Regions from separate parts of the Mus musculus genome. Here regions 2, 3, 4, 5, 6 and 7 are each linked to region 1. A link is a contact called in public HiChIP or PLAC-seq data. All regions are on one chromosome and are shown on one strand. Each heading gives the region's core, a stretch centred on a gene start, on an enhancer-like site or on the middle of the called end of the contact. The rest is flanking DNA. Distances are from core to core; before and after follow the strand shown.

The links. HiChIP or PLAC-seq counts read pairs in DNA pulled down with a chosen protein or histone mark.
Region 2: a contact with region 1 is called in an H3K27ac HiChIP or PLAC-seq map of VIP interneurons, with 7 times the contacts expected there. The contact joins the promoter of Ttc38 here to the promoter of Atxn10 in region 1. A contact is called at or near these places in 3 of 39 promoter capture datasets (the HPC-7 cell line, cranial neural crest and pre-B cells) and 2 of 115 datasets of contacts at active chromatin or transcription factors (VIP interneurons and pancreatic cancer cells).
Region 3: an HNF4G HiChIP or PLAC-seq map of pancreatic cancer cells shows a contact between it and region 1. The contact joins the promoter of Phf21b here to the promoter of Atxn10 in region 1. A contact is called at or near these places in 2 of 484 Hi-C or Micro-C datasets (both in embryonic stem cells) and 2 of 115 datasets of contacts at active chromatin or transcription factors (embryonic stem cells and pancreatic cancer cells).
Region 4: a contact with region 1 is called in an H3K27ac HiChIP or PLAC-seq map of embryonic stem cells, with 5 read pairs. The contact joins the promoter of Cdpf1 here to the promoter of Atxn10 in region 1. A contact is called at or near these places in 2 of 39 promoter capture datasets (the HPC-7 cell line and pre-B cells), 1 of 484 Hi-C or Micro-C datasets (CD4 T cells), 5 of 115 datasets of contacts at active chromatin or transcription factors (the SCID.adh cell line, astrocytes, embryonic stem cells and 1 more) and 1 of 9 other capture datasets (adipose tissue).
Region 5: an HNF4G HiChIP or PLAC-seq map of pancreatic cancer cells shows a contact between it and region 1. The contact joins the promoter of Ppara here to the promoter of Atxn10 in region 1. A contact is called at or near these places in 2 of 115 datasets of contacts at active chromatin or transcription factors (embryonic limb bud and pancreatic cancer cells) and 1 of 9 other capture datasets (adipose tissue).
Region 6: an HNF4G HiChIP or PLAC-seq map of pancreatic cancer cells shows a contact between it and region 1. The contact joins the promoter of 5031439G07Rik here to the promoter of Atxn10 in region 1. A contact is called at or near these places in 1 of 484 Hi-C or Micro-C datasets (CD4 T cells) and 2 of 115 datasets of contacts at active chromatin or transcription factors (microglia and pancreatic cancer cells).
Region 7: a contact with region 1 is called in an HNF4G HiChIP or PLAC-seq map of pancreatic cancer cells. The contact joins the enhancer-like site here to the promoter of Atxn10 in region 1. A contact is called at or near these places in 2 of 39 promoter capture datasets (liver and second pharyngeal arch cranial neural crest), 1 of 15 datasets of contacts at CTCF or cohesin (the NIH/3T3 cell line), 1 of 484 Hi-C or Micro-C datasets (cortical neurons) and 3 of 115 datasets of contacts at active chromatin or transcription factors (embryonic stem cells, large pre-B cells and pancreatic cancer cells).

The regions. Positions count from the first base shown.
Region 1 is chr15:85,334,987-85,337,525 of GRCm38.p6, reverse strand. It overlaps Atxn10 (ataxin 10), which reads right to left and starts at 1,271. Exons shown (of 12, transcript NM_016843.4): 1 at 946-1,271. The coding sequence starts at 1,061.
Region 2 is chr15:85,831,025-85,833,563 of GRCm38.p6, reverse strand. It overlaps Ttc38 (tetratricopeptide repeat domain 38), which reads right to left and starts at 1,260. Exons shown (of 14, transcript NM_001033337.4): 1 at 1,145-1,260; 2 at 340-417. The coding sequence starts at 1,165.
Region 3 is chr15:84,854,856-84,857,394 of GRCm38.p6, reverse strand. It overlaps Phf21b (PHD finger protein 21B), which reads left to right and starts at 1,266. Exons shown (of 13, transcript NM_001081166.2): 1 at 1,266-1,730. The coding sequence starts at 1,677.
Region 4 is chr15:85,810,425-85,812,963 of GRCm38.p6, reverse strand. Cdpf1 (cysteine rich, DPF motif domain containing 1) reads left to right here and starts at 1,267. Exons shown (of 5, transcript NM_197998.2): 1 at 1,267-1,325; 2 at 1,916-2,062.
Region 5 is chr15:85,734,497-85,737,035 of GRCm38.p6, reverse strand. Ppara (peroxisome proliferator activated receptor alpha) reads right to left here and starts at 1,260. Exons shown (of 8, transcript NM_011144.6): 1 at 940-1,260; 2 at 158-242.
Region 6 is chr15:84,986,693-84,989,231 of GRCm38.p6, reverse strand. 5031439G07Rik (RIKEN cDNA 5031439G07 gene) reads left to right here and starts at 1,261. Exons shown (of 10, transcript NM_001033273.3): 1 at 1,261-1,623. The coding sequence starts at 1,560. It overlaps Gm39558 (a long non-coding RNA gene), which reads right to left and starts at 1,197. Exons shown (of 4, transcript XR_875533.1): 1 at 1,100-1,197; 2 at 1-77.
Region 7 is chr15:85,668,506-85,671,044 of GRCm38.p6, reverse strand. No RefSeq gene overlaps it. Among named protein-coding and RNA genes, the nearest start is that of Lncppara, 34 kb to the left of the region's middle. Within about 2 kb of position 1,279, at least 243 of the 459 cell types and tissues checked have an H3K27ac peak or open chromatin away from gene starts, as enhancers often do. A contact at or near this core is called in the NIH/3T3 cell line, cortical neurons, liver and 1 more, where this site is marked.

The sequences.
Region 1 (2,539 bases), core at 22-2,521:
AGCCTCAAACTCAAGAGATCCACCTGCCTCTGCTTCCTGAATGCTGGAACTGCAGGGCTGAGCCACGTGACATGTCTGGCGGCTACCTATTTTTAGAAAACGTTCCTGTGACCACTGAGCCTACGTGCTTCCCCCACCCCCACCCCCACCGCGTTCTCTGCCCTTTGTCCACACTCTAGGCCTGCTTGTTATCTCTCTACAGGAGAGACCAAGGGCTCCGGGTCCTCTCCCAAGACTTGGTCCAGGGGAGACCATTACTGTTAAGAGAAAACACCAATGGTGTTTAGTACTAAGTGTCAGGCATGGCCTAAGGATGTAACACGCATCGTCTCATTAAACCCTCACTGTCAACTCAACCAAGGAGGTCCCAGCGAACCTTGTTTCCATTAAACAGACAAGGAAACTGCAGCGCAAACCATACCACAAAAATCCATCAGGAACTGACAGCCTCGCACACTTCTGTTTAAACACGTTTATTTCATCTCAGCACTGAAAACAACGCACCACAGCTCCCATTTTGTAAGGCTAGAAACAGAAGGGTTAGAGGCGATGCTGAGCAGATGTCACGAAGCCAGGCCAGCTCTGCAGGCTCCTGGACAGAACGCCCTCTAACCCAGAGGGAGAAGCGAGCCCGAACACGCCTCCCTTCCCTGGCCACCGCCCTCAGGGCCCCGCCAGAGGAGCCGAACCAACAGCTTCCCCGCCGCCGGCTTGGGGACCAGTGTCGCCATCGTCTGCCCCTCTTAGAGCCTGGCCAAACCCTCGTCCCAGAGCAGGCCTAGGCGAGCGCCACAGAGCCACAACCTGAGCGTGGGCCGAGCTGATGGAGCCCGCCGCCCCGCCTCGCTCGCCGCTGCCCAGCCCAGCCCAGTCAAGCCCAGCCCAGCCCAGAGCCCTCCATGGTTCCTCTTCCTCCTTCCTAGGTGGCAGCCCCCGCGCAGTTACCGGTTACGCTGCTCCTTGAAGAGCGCCGTGAGCGCGCGCAAGGCCTCCAGGTCCTGGATGGGTGCGGGCACCATGATGCCCGACAGCCGGGAGGGTGGCATCCTGGGCGCCGCCATCTTGCCACTCGCTCTGGGGCCGAGCCTGACCAGGCGGAGAGCAGAGCGAAGAGAAGTGGGGGAGACAGACGACAGGCGAGGAGATGGAGACGCGGTCTGCACGGCTCTGGCTTCCGCAGCCCGCGTCACCCAGATCCCGTGGTGCTGCAAGGCAGAGAGCGCGAGACTAGCTGGCTTGCCTCAGGCGAAGAGGACAAGGCGACGCGGCAGGGGGAGGGGGAGGGGGCGGGGCGGAAGTCCCGCCTGAGGGGAGGGGGCGCAGCGGAAGTCCTGCTCCTGCGTAGGGTGGGATGGGGGAGGTCTTCGGTCCCCACGGTGGGGAGACGTGGAGTAAAGACCCCGTCAGAGGACAGAATACTGAGATGAAGGGGTCGGGGTGGGGGGGGGGGGGTGGCCTGTAGAGTGTCCTAGAGAATGAGTGTCTTATCAGGGACAGATGCTTTCCATGAGCAAGGGCCACCATTGGTGGGGGTCCACTCATGCAGAGGTTTCCCTCTGGGGAAGAGATACCAGGCCGAAGCAGCGCCCCCAGAATAATGGATGTTGTCCCTAAGGAGACCTGGAAAGGAGGCCCCTGAGAGGAAGAGCAGGGATACAGGCCAGAGGTGTCACCATGGGAGGGGACCTGCAGAGGAGACTTACCCTCAGGGCATGTGTTGCTAGGCCAACCAGTTCTATTGCAGGAAAACCTGAAATGGAGACTCCAGGGGAGGGAATGCGAGGTTGAGGTGTTCCACTGAGGGAGACCTGAATCGGAGATTCCCACATAGGGAAAAGATGCTGGATACCTCAAGCCATGGAGGAAGACCTTGGATAGAGGCTCCTCATGGGAAGGGGACGCTGATCAAAAATGCCCCCTTGGGAAAGAAGTCTTTCCCAAGACTCCAGGAAGGAGGCTTCCCACAGAGAGAAGGCTGAGAAGAAGTACCTCCCTAAGAGGTGTATTCCTTTCTTGTTGCAATATCAAAATATGTGATAGAAGCAATTTTACAAAGGATAGGTTTCTTTTGGCTCACAGGTTGAGAGTACAGGCCCACGTGGTGGGGACTTGTGACACAGGGCTTTAGGCAGCTTGTCACATTGCATCTATTAAGCCAGAAAACAGACAGCTGGCTTTGACTTTTTTTTTTTTTAATCTAGACCATGGAATGCTATCACCCACACTGGGGGCAGATTTCCACACACTAACCTCATCTAGACAGTTCTTCACAAACATGCCCAGAGGGTTGTCTCTGGTGATTCTAGAACCTTGTCAATTAATACTATAGGGGACCCGGGGAAGAGAGTGGGTGCTTATCAGGAATATCCCCATATTGGGGCTGAAGAGCTTGCTCAGACATTAAGAGTACTCTATCTTCCAGGAGACCTGAGTTTATTTCCCAACATGTGTATGTAGGTATCCTAGATTTTTATTACTGTGAAGAGACACCATGACCAAGGCAACTCTTACAAAGAAATTATTTATTTGGGATTAATTC
Region 2 (2,539 bases), core at 11-2,510, 500 kb before region 1:
CAAGTCTTTTTACTATAGAATACTTCACTAGTGTAGCAATGACTGGGAACGGCTGGGAAGCCCCGGTCCAGCTAACATGGTAAAAGCTTCAGAACACCTCATGCCTTTGTGGCAGCTCAACATTTCCAGGCCCCCTTGGGGCATCCATTGCTGTCCACCCTTGAACTGGGAACCTTAGGGACAAGGCAGCTGGGACTGGCAGAGATGCTTCCCATATTGTTGGACCTCTGTGGCAGAGGTCAGCTCTTCTCTGCAGTGGGGTTTACAGACCATTCACCAATCAAAAGCCCCCCTCAGAACCGTTCAAGAAGGGGCCCTGAGTCTCTTGGGCCTGCATACCTGAGTCAAGGTGGCATCGAACAGCTTGCAGGCTTCATTGCTTGTGGTTGAGAGTGGGAGCCCAGCATTCTTCCACGCCTACACAACAGGAAAGGGACACCAGGTTTTCCTCGGCTGAGGCCCCCAAACTCTTGGTTTTACTACTCTGTAAAATACCTTAGAGGGTCCAATGAGGTGAGTTCAAGGGTCAGCCAGAAGGCAGACAGCAAATAGGAGGGTCATTACCAGGAACGGTAGGAAGCCTGGCCCCTGGTGGAGGAGGTCAGAGTTCAAATGTGTAACTTGAAGGATGTCTGGCTTGTCACAGGCCTAGTAAGGGGTGTACTACCTGCCAACGCCTAGCATCTCCTCTCCCATTGCAACCTGCAGTTGCAAAACCTTCAGATTACTAAGGCTGCCTGCCCTCGGTGACCTGACAGCCGTCAGGGTGCACAGTGCCCGGATCACCCTTGGGCGTGGGACATGCCCTTAAGTCCTGGCAAGCAAAAGGCTGCACTTCCCCAAGACTTGGAAATCAGGTGGCTGGGGCAAGCATCTTCCTGGTCTAAAAAATGGGTTCAAAACCCGGGCCCCCCAAATGGGTGGCTTCAATGAACCGTTTCCTGCATTCAAACCCAGTTCACAAGCTTCCACCGGTGCACTTGACTGGGAACCACTTTGGAGTCCACCCTGGGCTGCCTATGCACAGCGAGCTCAGGTCCAGGTTCCCTGCCTGACTCCGGGTGACCTATAGGTTTGATCTCAACAGCTCGGCGCTGGGTCAACTCCCGGACCGAGGAGGACCCAGCCGAACCGGTGCGCGTACCTGGCAGTCTCGCAGTGACATGATTATAGCTTTGGTCTGCAGAGTGACAGCACCGGTCAAAGCTTTTGGAGTCTCTGAGAGGGTCTGGGGAAGTGAGGGTGTTATTGATTGCGGAAGGGGGCGGAGCGGGGCGAAGCGAGGGCGGCCGCGCTATCCGGATCTCTCATTGGTGGCTTGGGACGCACATGCGCAGCTCATCTCAGGGTCAGATCTCTCCGACCCACAGGTTCCCTGGTGGATGTGGGAGGTGTGGGTGTAGGTGTGGGTGTGGGAGGAAGGGGAGGAGGAATGGGTGGGGGTAAAGAGAATGGGAGGGTATAACCGGTCGCATTTCCCAGGTGAGGTGCTCAAAACTAGCCTGGCAGCTGCAGCCTCTACTCCTGAACCCCACGTGGGTAGAGGTGCCCAGCTTAGGTTTAAATTCCAGGATCTTTCTTGCTCATCTGATGGCATGGGTGCTTGCTGTCCAGCCTCTCCCAGTCTCCTTCACTGGGCCAGAGGGAGGCATGGGAGTTCTGGGCCAATCTTGGAGCCTCGTGCATCTAGTCAAGAGCTGTACCCCATCCCCCGTCCCCCATCCCCGTTTTGAATTAGGATCCCACTTAATTGCTCAGGCCAATCTTAGATCAGCTTTGTGGCCGAAGCAGGTCTTGAACTTTCAATCTGCTTGCCTCGAGCTGTCAGCATTACAGACCTGTCCCTCCCACCAGGCCTGGCTGTCACTGGAAAGTTCTAGGAAGCTTTCCTCCACTTGCCCAGCCTCAGGCACTCGCTGCTCAATTTTTGGCTAAGCCATTGACAAGCTTCACTCAAAACTCTCTGCTGCCCTGGGACAGTCTCCCTCTCCCCTTCCTCTCTGTAGGAGCTTCCAGACATTTTGTGGGAGTCAGCTGGGCAGTGAGGGTGGAGAGGCTGGAAAATTCATAATGCTATCGCTAAGTGAAAGAAATCAGACACAAGCCGGGCAGTGGTGGCGCACGCCTTTAATCCTAGCACTGGGAGGTAGAGGCAGGTGGATTTCTGAGTCCAGCCTGGTCTAAGAGTGAGTTCCAAGACAGCCAGAGCTACACAGAGAAACCCTGTCTCAAAAAAAGAAAAAAAAAAAAAAAGAAAAGAAATCGGACACAAAAGAATACACACACATCCTCCTCCTCCTCTTCATCATCACCACCACCACCATCATCACCATCATCAGGTATATGTTAAACATCCAGAATACCAGAACCATAGAGACAGAAGGCAGGCGGCTGGAGGCCAGGGTTGGAGAGGATGAGTGGTAACAGTCAGTGCTAGTAGGATTGTCTTTTGGGGTAACAAGATATTTGACTGTAAAATGAGTTTGGCTGGGCATGGTGGTGCATGCCTTTAATCCTAGCACTTGGGAGACAGAGGCAG
Region 3 (2,539 bases), core at 17-2,516, 480 kb after region 1:
GGCTGCTGTCCTCCCCAGCAAAAGACATGAGTGGAGCTTTGAGCATGGCTCCTGTAACAGAGGCTTGCCTAGTATGCTCCAGCCCCTGGATCCTCTGCACCTCTAACTACAAAATGGGGGGGGGGGTTGAAAGAAAAAATGGGGAGTGGGAGACATTGTCTTGACTTGAGTCTAACCCAGAAGTGGGAGGAACCAGTTTAGTCAGCCAGTTAGATCGTTGTCATCTTTGTCGACTGTGACCAATACTGTATATGGCTCTAACAACACTGGTGTTCTGGTGTGTGTGTGTGTGTGTGTGTGTGAGAGAGAGAGAGAGAGAGAGAGAGAGATTTCTCCTGAGGGGTAAAGGAAATATGTAGACTGTTGGCATCCATTGAAGAGACATTTCTGACTGGTGTGCCTGAGTTTTCTTTTCTTTCCTTCCTTCCTCCTTTTCTTGTGACCCACGGAAAGAGTTAGTTATGAGTCTCTATCAATTCACGGTTACTCTGACACAGAGGCCCCCCTTTCCCTGGCCTCTTTGAAACACACTAGTGTGCTAGCGCCCAGCAGGGCACAAAGCCCCGACATTAATTGATGAGGACAGGAAACTCCGCCGCAGTAATCTCTGAGACGTTGACCCCGGCCCCGGGACTGGGAATTCTGAAATGTCATCTCCGCAGCTGTAGTTATGATTGCTTTATGTCACACTGACCTGTCGTGTTTACGATTTTTAACAACTGTCTGGAAAAAAAAAAGTCTAGGGACATCTGTTGAGAGTTTAATTGTGAGTGTAAAAAAAATCATTAAAGGACCAATCAAGAGATCAGTTTTCATACTATTTAAATACCACAGCGGCCATTAGGCGCTGGGACTCCGGCGACAGGACTGATTTAGTTCCCCAGTCTCAGTGCTAGGCGCTGCGGGAGAGGACCGGGTGATTTAAATAAAACCGGAGAGCGAGGCGAGAAGGGGAAGCGGAGGAGGGAGGAGGTGCAAGAAGCAGGAGGGTGGCATCTCAGTTTGCTGCGGGAATTGTCGCTCCGGGAGTGGGACTGTGAAAGCATTCCCTGCTCCCCGTGCTCTCGGCTGCGCACCGAGGAGATCGCTCGGGCGCCCAGATCTCAGAGCCGCGACTTTGCGCTCCGCTCAGCCGCCACTTTTGTTTCCTGAGCCTGGTCGCTGGGCCGAACGCAATGCGCACGCGCGGGCCGGGCGGGGCGGGGCGGGGCGGGCAGCGGGTTCCCGGCACCGCCTCCTGCCGCCCCGGCCCGCTCCATCCGGGCACTGCCGAATTAGCATCGTGCCGAGGCACAACTTTGCCGCGGCCCCAGCGAGATCCAGGCGCGCGCGCCGGAGGAAATATAGTCCCTGCCGGCGGTCAGCTGGCGCGGGCGGCGACAGGGCGCGCGCTGGGGGGCTGCGCGGGGCTCCCGGCGCCTGGGGGCCATGCGCCGGGCGGCGCAGGCAGCCCGGGCACCCGGCGCAACTTAGCGGCAGCCGGAAGAGTTGGGCGCCAGCTCGCCTTTCTTCCCTCTCGTCAGCCTCCTTTCCTATCGGCGCTGCAGGAGGGAACTCGTGTCTCTCTGTGCCCGGGACACCGGATCCGAGCTCTCCCGGTCTGGTTCCCGCCGAGCCGCACAACTTCCTGCGAGCTCCGGCCAAAGTGAGCGCAAAGTGCTGCCCAAGTTGCGGCGATGGAGCTGCAAAGCCGGTCCGAGGCGCTCGCGGTGGAACTCGCGCGCCACCAGGTAGGTAGTCCCGGATACTGGACCGGGGAGCCTTAGTGGCCCGGGGAGTGGAGGCGAGAGGGATCGAAGCTCCGTATCTAACTCTTGGTCTCAGGGGTGCTGGAAGCAGGCCCCTTCCTGGAACATGTCCCGGGGCTGGGATGGAACCCTTAGTTCTCCCTCTCCCCCTCGCTTCCGTGCGATCCAGCACTGTTTGCAGATCCAGGGTTCGTGGGACCCCAGCGTGGCGTCTTCTCTGCCACTGCCCCGTTTGCACAACTCGGGCGACCGGAAAGGGGACCCTCCTAGAGCTGCCCAGGGAACAGGGTGCATGGACCGGCCAGCTCCTAGCCTCCTGCTCCGGGCCCAGCCCGGCACCGACCCTCACTGTTAGCAAAAGTAGTTTGGCGATTGTGACTCCGGCGAGAGGCGGCCGGTGCCCGAGTGATATTGCGGCGTGCGCGTGTGTGTGTTGGGGAGATTAGGACGCGACTTGAATATTTATGAGCTTTGCTCGACACGGACTCGCCGTGTTTACTTGGCTCTTTGTTCGTCCCCCCTCCCCCGGCACACACTCTTACACTCACTCGCACCCGCACCCCGGCCTGCAAACTTGCACGGCTCGGGGCGCGCCGCCGGGTGGCCTCGGCCCCCGCCCCGCCCCGGGAGCTGCCCCAATGAGGCGGCAGCCACAGGTAAGCTGCTTCGCGCGACATTGCACGGTGGCCCGTGTGAGGAAAGCGGTCCCGGAAAGTTGGGGCGCGTTGGGGTCGGCTTGGTCCGCCAGGCAGTGGGTGGTGGGGATGCGGGGCTCGGGGCTCGCCTGCTCG
Region 4 (2,539 bases), core at 18-2,517, 480 kb before region 1:
CTAGCTAAGAAAACCCTTTAAGTCCCAGAAACTAGAAAGGCAATTTCCACTATTGTTGTCTGCATGCCAAAATTAAATGAAAATACTTATATATTGCAGGATATGGAGAAGTCAGGCTAAAACTGCTGAGGGAGTCCAGGCTGCTGAGGGAGAATTATTGCCAAGGATCCTACTTAGTTATGGATTCTATTATGTCACTGTGCCAGGCAAAGTATGTCTCCTGGTGCAATAGTGGTAAGCCAGTACTGATGTTGACAACACTTTCTGGTTGGATTTGAGGCTTCACAGGAGGGAACCTATGTTTGGCCTTATAAACCTGTGCAAAAACTTGTGGCTGGTGGTCATAGGCTCCAGTGGGGACAGTACTGTAATTGTTTTGTTAAATGAACAGACATTCCTTCTAAATACTTGTATTTCTTACCCATAGATTACTGCTGCTATCTGCCTCAGGTGTGGAGGAAATTTCATCTTGACAAACTGTGGTAGTTACTGAGGAGACTCAAAACCAGTTAAATAACTGTGAACCAATGCCTACCCCCATGGCATAGTGGTCCAATGCCCAGCCAGAATGTAAGAAAAGAATTAGATTTCTATGTAACTCCTTCCAAGGTTCAGGGAACATTAGCCAGGAGGGGTAAATAAGAGTCACAAGAAGAAGTTAAGTGTTATATAGGCTTTTCTTGTAGATGGAAACATTCCCTCCTGGAGGCAGATCAGGACGTACAAGAATCAGAAAGCTCACTAAACTTAACTAAGTTAAGAATATCCATAAAGCCCCTTTCCCAAAACCGTGAGCAACTGCTGCAGGAGATAGGTGGAACTACTTCCAAATCGTGCAAAGTCCCAGAGACAGCTCGTAGGCCATCACTCCCACTGGGTAGACTTTTCAACGTTGCAGTTGCCTGAGTCCCTTCTCCCAGAAAATAACCCCAGTACATTCATTGGTGCACCAGGCAAGATTTAGGTAGAATATGTTTTTTTTTTCTGAAGCCCAGAGAGCTCTCCAGCCGCGACCCACAATCACTATAAGCTAGCAGCGGAAACGGAAGCGACAGTAAAGCTCTACCCCGGCAAGGACGCTCTTTTGGCTTTTCTTGCTTAAGGAGGCTGGGACAGAGTGGAGTTGCTTAGGCGCCATGAGGCAAACCGGGGGAAACCGGTAGTGTGGCGGAGCTTCAGCGGGTGATGAGATTGGGCTGCACAAATGCCATGGATCGAGGGCGGAGCCTCAGAGGAGCTAGGGCGGAGCCGCGCAGGCGCAGTGAGGCGGAACTAGTACTGTGGGCGGGCCACGCAGGCGCTCTGGGGGTCCCGGAGGGGAGGTGGTGAGTTTGCGGGGCAGTGTGCTGCAGGAACGCGCGTGGCTAGCTGGAAATGTCCCCTCTGTGTTCCGGCTCGCTGGATCTGTCCTCGGTGCCTCTGGAAGCCGAGGGGTGGGGGTGGGGGAGGCGTTAGACACCCAGCACGGGGAGGGCTGTGCGCGGGTGGCTCGGACCGTGGTGTATATGGTCGCCAGGCGGAGCCCTGTTGACCTGGGGAGACTCAGAGCGGGAGGAGGAGGCTCTGGCGGAGTCCCACTATCCTGGGACTGTCTCCTGACTGTCACCTGCTGCAAGGGCAGCGCGCCCAGCAGCCTCGGCGAGGGCCTGTGACGTGCGAATTAAGATACCACTAGCTAGGTTCGCGCACACCCAAAATAGAATTTCCGTTTTAGACGTCAGTCGGGACATCTGTCAGTTTCCAAGGCGCACATATGCTCCTTTCTGGCTCCAAAGCTCGGTTCTGTAGGACGCAAAGGGTTAGAGGCGGGCGCGCAGCTGGGGCTGGAGCTGGGGATGGGAACTTTGAAAGGCTAGTAGGAATTCCGATACAGCTCGATACAAATCCAAGAATCGCGTTTTCTCGAACTCATCAGACAGCTGCTGTTGCCATCAGACCACTGACCCAGCAATTTACGGAGAGGCGGGGCCTCCAAGGCCTTGAATATAGAAGTGCCATCAAACAGTTAAGAATGCAGCCTTATCAAGTGGACTAGGATACACCTCCCCACCCCAACCTCCTGGTGAGCCAATAGAAACACCCACCGTGGGCTTTTTTCCAGCATGCCCTGGGTGCTGATGGGTAAGACGAAGGACAGAACTGAAGTCTTTATAACTTTCCTGTAAACTGACCTGGGAAAGGCTGTGATTGCTGTATAAATTCATCTGCCTGGATCTTTCAAGGGGACCAAAGTTTCAGACTAACTTTGGTAGGGCAGGAAAGTATGCTCTATGGCAAGAGCAGATTCTTGCGTCCAGTGAAGGGAGGCGGCAGGAGGCACGTGAATCTGTCCTTAAATAGTATCAGAGAGGCCAGTACACCTAAGCACAAGTAAATGCGTAGCCAGTGTAGCAGAAGAACAGGAAAGGCAAACCCACTTCACTTACTGGGTTGATTCAGCACCAAGCAGCACAAGCCAAGCATACGTGTCCACAATGCTGCCTTTACCTTTACCACCTTACCAACAAACCCCAGTTTATAACTCAGATTGAGACCACAA
Region 5 (2,539 bases), core at 11-2,510, 400 kb before region 1:
TGGACTACCCATTTACCTGGCTTCCTGAGCCCTGAAAAGACATTTACTATTCCACCACAAAATAACCACTATCCAAGCCCTGTTGCTAGTCTGAAGTGCAACCAAAGACAGCGTTTACAATATTCCAGTCTGGAAGCCGTCCATTAATCCTCTTTACCTGTGATGACAACGTCTTGTTCCCGAACTTGACCAGCCACAAACGTCAGTTCACAGGGAAGGCAGGGCCTTGAACTTCAACTTGGCTGTAGAACGTTAAAGAAGGAACCGGTTACAATATGTTCTCTGGATCTCCCCCAACTCTCCACCACCTTGGGAAAGTCACTGTGACCCTGTTGCCTGCAACCACTACAGTGTCCCAGGGTCGCCCAAGAAAGTTCCGTGCTCCTCCCCCAAGGAGCCTTTCTGCTTTCCTTAGAGGAAGGGAGTAGGTTGGGGTTGGGGGCCCGTGAGCACCCCAGTGGCAGAGTGCCCCCAAAGACATTATATACCACCGTAGATTTTCTTTAGTATCTGAACATTCTCTCCTTTAAATTAAAAAAAAAAAAGTTTGGGAAAAGGAGAGGTGCAGTTATTTCAGGCTAGTTGGAGTGGATATTGGGGCAGAGTCACCCTCCGGACTAGCACACGGGCACTCCCGGCTCCCTTTACCCATATCAGGCCAGCCGCGCAGCCACTGCACAGAGGAGACTAAAGCTGGCCCCACACAGGACCCGCTGTGGCACTGGCCTCTGGAGGGCAGAGACATAGGGTAACTTTGGCATCGTCTCTACCCTACTGTTGGGGCCAACATCGCCCCACTACGATCAGGAGCAATGAGGAAACTAGTGTTCAAAGAGGGTCCGCTGCTGTTGACTCAAACCCACCGGCAGCGTTTCTCAGGTCCCCAGCAAAGCCTAGGCTGTGACCCCAGAATCAGTCTGTCAGGGAGCCTCCAGTTACCTCTCCTCTAAGTTCCCCGAGGGTCTCAGGAAACGCCTCCCGGTGAGATACGCCCAAATGCACCACGCCGTGAGAAGGGAGCGCCCCGATGTCCCCGCCCGTGTGCCCTCCCCTCCAGGGGACAACCAGAGGACCCAGCGTCGCTCCAGTTCCAGGACTCCACGAACCCTCCAGCCCCCAAAACAGCTGCGAACACCAATGTTCGGAGCCGGCGCACGGCGCTCCAGGGGACTCGAAGTGGCGGACAGTTCCGCGGGCCCTGAAAACTCGCACGCGTGTGCCCTTCCTAGCGTGTGCCCTCTCCAGTGGCTGTGGGTCTCCAGACCCGCGCCCCTAGTCCGCGCGCATGCGCCACCGAGCCCCTCCCCTCCCTGTCCACCCACCTCACTGTCCCGGGACAGGGGACGCCTGGCTCCCCGCCCTCGCGCGTGCCCTCCAGCCCCTGGGCACCTGAGGCTGCACTCCGCCTGCGGGTCCGCAGGGCCAAGCGCGCCCAGGAGGAGGCGCCAGGAGGGGCGTAAGCGGCTGCCTCCGCCCCCGTCACCCCTGTCGTGGGACCGTAGCGTCCGGGGCCCCGGCCCGGCACCGCCTACGCGCGCCCGTGCCAGCCGCGCCCCCACGACACGCGCCGCCCCTCGGACGTCCCCTGCGGGGTCCCGCGGCGAGGTGACCGCCCCGGAAACTCCGCCCCCTAGGCCCGGGCCCCGGCTCAGGGCGAGACACACCCCCTGGACGGCAGTGTCTGATTGGCTGCTGCGGGGGAGGGCGGGGCCTAAGAGGCCCGGGGCAGCTCTCCTCGATGCCCATTTAGTGCCTCGGGGCCCGGGCATCCGTTGGTAAACTGAGGCGGGTTAGGTGAAGGGACTGCCCAAGGTCACCCGACGGGGGAGAACAGTCGGTGGGAAGGGTGCGCCTTGGCGCGCACTCCCTCCTGCTCCCAGCCCCGCGCACCGGCCAGGACTGAAGTTCAAGGCTGCGGGTCTGGGTTGAGCTTTCCTCCGGGTGCCCTCGTTGAGCTGGTCTAGATCGCACAGCTTGTTCCCCGAGTCCCGGGAGTTCGTGGGGAGGTGGACGGACAGGCGGAATCTGATCTTTAGAGTCCCAGGATGAGAAATGGGGAGAAAGGAAGAGCGAGCTGGGGCACGCGGCAACAGGTGGCCAAGGTGCCAGGGTGGGTGTGGCGGGCGGGGAAGGCAGAGGCTGAAGGGCATCGAGGACGGTCGCAGGGAGGCGCGGCCGCTCTGACCCACCCTCCGCCTCTGCCCCGCCCCGGGCTGTGGCCCCTCTGCATACGCTTCAGGGGTTGAGGGGCTGACTGTGTCCAGCTCAGGCACTGGGGCTCTGCCAACTGACAGCGCAGGCGGGAGGCTGCAACTGGGAGCAGGCTGCGACCCAGAGCAGCCGCTTTGCTTGTGTCGTCCTTGGATCTTCAGTCACGGAATGCACATGCCCCCCGAGGTGCCAACGCCCCAGGACGCCGCTCCTTTGGGAACGAAATGTGTGCTATGCCAGCCCTCCTGTCTGTCCTCACGCTGGGCCTGCCACTATGCTATTTGTGGCGATGAGCGCCCAGGAGAGCCTACTAGGGAAAGGAAACTTT
Region 6 (2,539 bases), core at 12-2,511, 350 kb after region 1:
CAGCAGGCCTCTCTCCAGTCTCCATCACACAGCCTGCATTTATTGGGCGCTGGGAATACAGTTGTCAGAAGCCAGGCCTGAGGAATACACAGTGTCTTAGTTAGAGCTGCCATGGTGCAATGTCACAGACGGGAGGCTTAAACCATTCTGAGGACTGGGAAGCCCAAGGGAAAGGGGCTGGTTTTCTGAGACGCCTCCTACAGCTATGCAGTGTGATGTCAGGGGAGTGGTAAGGATGCTGTGCCTAGGAATAATAGAACAGGAGGCAGGCAAGATATAGTTTGTTTGTTTTTGAGGAAATGTATTGGAGGACACTGGGATCCAAAGGAGACAGGAGACTAGGAGAAGGGTATCCCAGACAGGGTGAAGAAGAGTCGGGGCAGACAGAACTTTATGCTTAGCATGATTGTGAGAATTTGACACTGGAAATGTAACTGGCTGAGACCAGCAGTGCATGGTCACCTACCCTGGTCCTGGGAAAGGACCACCGAGTGAGTTCAGAACGTGGCTTCTGGCGGCTGCTCCCTGCATCTTCCTCTTTTAGCACAGGGATGGATGCCCAGCTGGACCTTGGCCTTTAATTAGGATCACATGCAAGCTGATCTGATCCACCTCTGGCCTCTAGTCAGCACAGGAGCTAAGACAGGAAGCAACTCTCTGACCCCTTTTCCTAAGTGTTCAGCAGAGGAAACTGAGGCGTCCCAGGAGACCTCCGAAAGGAGGTGGTAACTTCTTGTTGAGTTTTGTGAAGCAAGTTTTTAGCAGAACCTACTTGGAAGGTTCAGACAGAAATAAGCAGAGCTGGTGTGCTGGAGGCTTCAGGGAATGCACAGGGCGGTGACAAAGCGCAAAATCAGTGAGGCGCAGAGGGGGCGGCTCAGAGGCGTGACTCTACTGGAGGGGGGGCGGGGGGCGGGAGAAAGTGGACTCAGGGTTGGGGAACACGGGCAGCAGGGAAGGTCAGCAGGCCAAGGAAGGTGTGGGAATGAGATGACGAGAACGTCACGCGACAGGTTGGAGCGAGGACGCGATGGGCTTTTGAAGTTGGCAGCAGCTGGTCGCAAGGAAGTAGGCGGGGCCAGGACCAGGGACGACTCACCGCCTTGCCCAGAGATCTGGGCGGAGTTTTAGGAGTATGAGGCAGGGCCTTTGCGTGTCGGGGGCGGGGAAAGGGCGGGTTTGGGGGCGGGCCCGCGTCGGGGGTGGGGCCTGGGCGGTGTCGAGCGCGCGCGGGCGGGCGGTGGCGGAGCTGAGGATCGCAGTGCTCCGCTGTGCTCCGAGGTCGGCGGTGGCGACGGCGGCGGCGGCGACGCACACAAAAGCGGATTGTGGCTTCACTGGTGCTCGCGGCGGGCGGCAGCGGGGCACGGGCGGCGGGGCGTGTCGGTGGCCCCCGCGGGCGCGGCGCGGGCGATGAGCCGGGGCCCGGCATGGCCTCCGCGCGGCCGCCGGGCAGGGCCTGTGCCTCGGCGTCCGCGCCCGCGGGGCTCCGGGCTGGGCCGGCCGCCTCCCGGGAGTCCGTGGACAGCAGCGAAGCGGAGGAGCGCTCGTTGCAGCACATGCTGCGCGCCATAGCCGAGGAGCGCGGACGCCTTAGCCTGCGCCGTGAGGTCTGCGGCCTGGGTGAGTGACGGGGACGGGCGCGCGCGTGAGTGTCCGCGCGAGTCCACCTCCGCTAGTCCCCCTGTGCTCCTTGCCCTCCGTGCATCCCCACCGCCCTGGGCTCTGTCTTTCGGGACCCCAAGTCTCAGTGTCTTTTTGGTACCACAGAACCCCGATCCTTGTGTCTCCGCGTCCCTATCTTCCTCTGACCGCCAGGATATCTGTCCCAGCTCCTTCTTCCTCTTCGTGGTTCCTTAACTCTTCTTCCTTCTCCTGGAAGATCTGGGGGCCCCACTGCTGCTGCAGGGAGTGTGGGCGTGAGATTTTGGGAGGCCCTTGAGTTCAGAGTTCAAGGCAGTGTGCCCTGACCACATTCCCCAGCCCACATGGAAGACCGCGGCTCTTGATTGCTGTAGCCTTTGTCTTTCTGCACCTAAAGGTCCTCTTGTCCATTAGCTCTACAAGGGACCTGTTGGGCCTCTGCCCCTTGACCCACCTACTTAGCACTGGAATCAGGGATTTGCTACAGCCTCTCCGGGTGTGATTCTGGTCTAAGGAGTCATTCAGCTGCTGGGTGGGGTGGGGGTGTCTCATTGTTTGAAAGGGCCTGGGAGGTGTGGGTGGGGTCGTCTTGGATGTGAGGTAATGCATAACTGATACATTTGCCCAGAACCATGTGGCAGAAACCCCCTCCCCTATAATCTTGGGCTTGTCATTTTCTCTAAAAAAAAAAAAAAAGACCCCTCCCTTCTTCATGTAAGGAATGACTTCATTCTATGTTGTGTCCCCTCACCCCCACCTCCCTGTCAGGGCTTGAGTTCTCTTTGAGGGAAGTAACAGCCTTCTAGATCCTGTCAGTGCTCCAAAGTGGAAGTGTACCCTGGTACCCTGGTAGGACCACAGTAGCAGAGGGAGAGGGTAACACCTGGAACTCAGG
Region 7 (2,539 bases), core at 30-2,529, 330 kb before region 1:
CCCTGCTCCGCGGGGAGGTCAGGGTTGCGAACGCGCCCGGAATACCAACGAGGCCGCTGTGCCCGCTGCGGGCCCGTGCGTCCGGGCGCCGCCCCTCCCGGGCGGCCCCCACCCAGACGGGCGCGCTTGGGCTGGGAGGGCGGCGGGAGCTGCGGATTCGCCGCCCCGGCCCCGCGCCTGGCCCCGCAGCTCCGCGTGCGCGCCCCCGCAGGCACGCCGCCCCGGGCGCTCCCCGCTTGCGCGCGCCCGCCCCGCGGCCCCGCCCGTCGCCTTCGCGCGCCCACCCCACTGGGCACCGCACCGCGGAGACCCACCGGTAGAGCCCCGGGGCCAACGCAGCGGGGAGGGCTGAGCAGGAGCGCGTCCCCTGCCCGCGCTGCCCGCGCCACCCGCGCCGCCTTGGCACGGAGGCGGCTGCCCGGGCGCGCTCCGCGGCTGCGCTCCAAGGCTCTGGCTGCCATGATTGCGGGCAGTACCGGGACGCGCGTGCACGCTCGGGGCCGATTGGGACCCTCGGTCTACAGGATCCCCCTCTGCCCGCCCGCAGCCTGGTACGCGCAGAGGACAGCCGCCAGGGTCACGGAGCTCTAGATAGCGTACTGAGACAACGTTGTGGGCCCGATAGTGGCAGTGGCTTCCCGCAGGAAGGGCGCGCGCATGGGCGACCCAGCCAGTCCAACGGAGCAAGGGGCGCGGTGCCCAGCGGGGTACGGCAGGGAGAGCACACAACCTCTCGAATGGGTATGGGAAGTAATGCACAGAACTGAGCATGCAAAGGGGCCGTGCAAGGTGCCTGGGAAGGCATGGGATTCGCGGAGGCATGTTGCCCAGAGCTGGTGCCCACCTCCAGGCTCGCTCCTTTCCCGCTGGAAACAACTTCCTGCTATTAGGACTGGGGCACGGGAGCTGCGAGGGTAGTTCAAGGCCATGGCTTTGCTCTCAGCCCTTCAGCGACACTGCTGGCTCCAGGCCACCCCGGGCCCCTAAAAGGGGGAATGGGACGGCTGGGCTCCAGGACCTGGTTATTGGTTAGAATGCCAAGGAGGCCGCAGCGTCTTTCAGATCGCTTCACTGGCGCGCACAAGCGTTTTCCAAACACAGGCCAGCCTGGGCCTCAGGCTCTCAGAGACACATGTGAACACAGGGTCCCTAGACTTGGATTCCCTCCTCCTGTCCAGACATGCTCTGGATCACAGCCACTTGGACCTGGCTGGTTCTGGAGGTGTATGATAGCCCGTTGACGACCAGGGCCAGAGAGAACAAGGCCTCCAGGGCCCATCCCACAATCTCTGTGCCTGTCTCCCCCCTCCTCCTCCCCACTGGCCTTGGCATTCTAACCAGTGTCCTTTGACGTCATATCTCGCCATTTCTGTCAACCAATTGAAACTTGCTCGTTGTAATAAAAAATATAATTTTTTTATGCCATTGGTAAATTCAAAAGTTCCTCGTGTGTCCCGCTTCCCAGGAAACTTCATTCCACGTTGTATTGGACTGCCACGAGGGAGAACCTGAACATACTAGATAAAGGTAGCCTGGGCTTGCTGGCTCCGTCAGGGCCTTTAACTACTAGAAACCTGTTAAAGTCTAAGTACTGTAGACCACCATGACCCTGGCCTGTACAACAGCCACACCACTTCAGTGCAGGCAACCCCAGAACATACAGTTTAGGGGGAGGGGGAAAAAATCCAGGACACATCCTGCCCTGATCAACTTTCATTTTCTACAACTGCCAGTAGCTGAAGACAGTCACATCTAGTGAGCTTCATTCTTTTCTGTGGAAGAGTGTATTGTGGACCCAGGTCCTAGGGCTAGAGTCTCAGGGGCAGAAGGGCAGGGGCTCTTCAGTGTTATACCAGAGTGGCTCTGCCGAGTCTTCGCCACAGGGCTGGTGAAACCTATCTTTTCTGGCACTGTATGGTCCTTTACAATTCTCCTTACTGTGAGAGTTCCCAGCCTCGATCAGGAAGTGTGGCAAAGGGTGATCCTGTGCTAGGCAGTCTCCTGATACCACACAGATCCCTAGCAAGTCTCTTCTGCTGTAGCCACAGTAGGGGCTGGGGGGTGGGGTGGGGAGGGGGTAACCTCAACCGTGAGGCCAGAAAACACTAAAGAAGTCTTGTGGTCTAGTGAGGCCCTAGAAGAACAGAAGCTCTAGGACTGAGCTTAACTGCAGAGATACTGGTATTCCAAGCACCAGGCCCTTCTAAACGCCAAATCTGGTTTTCCCAAAATAATGAGCAAGCTCAGGAATGACCAAATGGGGATTCTAAACACAAATATATGGTGCTTATTCTCCCACAAAACTGCTCTCAAGTGCAAAGTCTAAAACGGTTGCATACCTTTGAGATATGCTCGTGAGGGGAAAAAAATAAAAGCTGCATCCAGACACTGCACTATAATAATCAATTTCTAATCACCCTTCCTAAACACCATAAATATTATAGGTAATGTGATATATGTTTTGTGATTAAATGACGGATTAAAACATTGAATTTTTTTAAAGGCAACAAATAAAAAGAGATTTATCTTCCTTTATGCC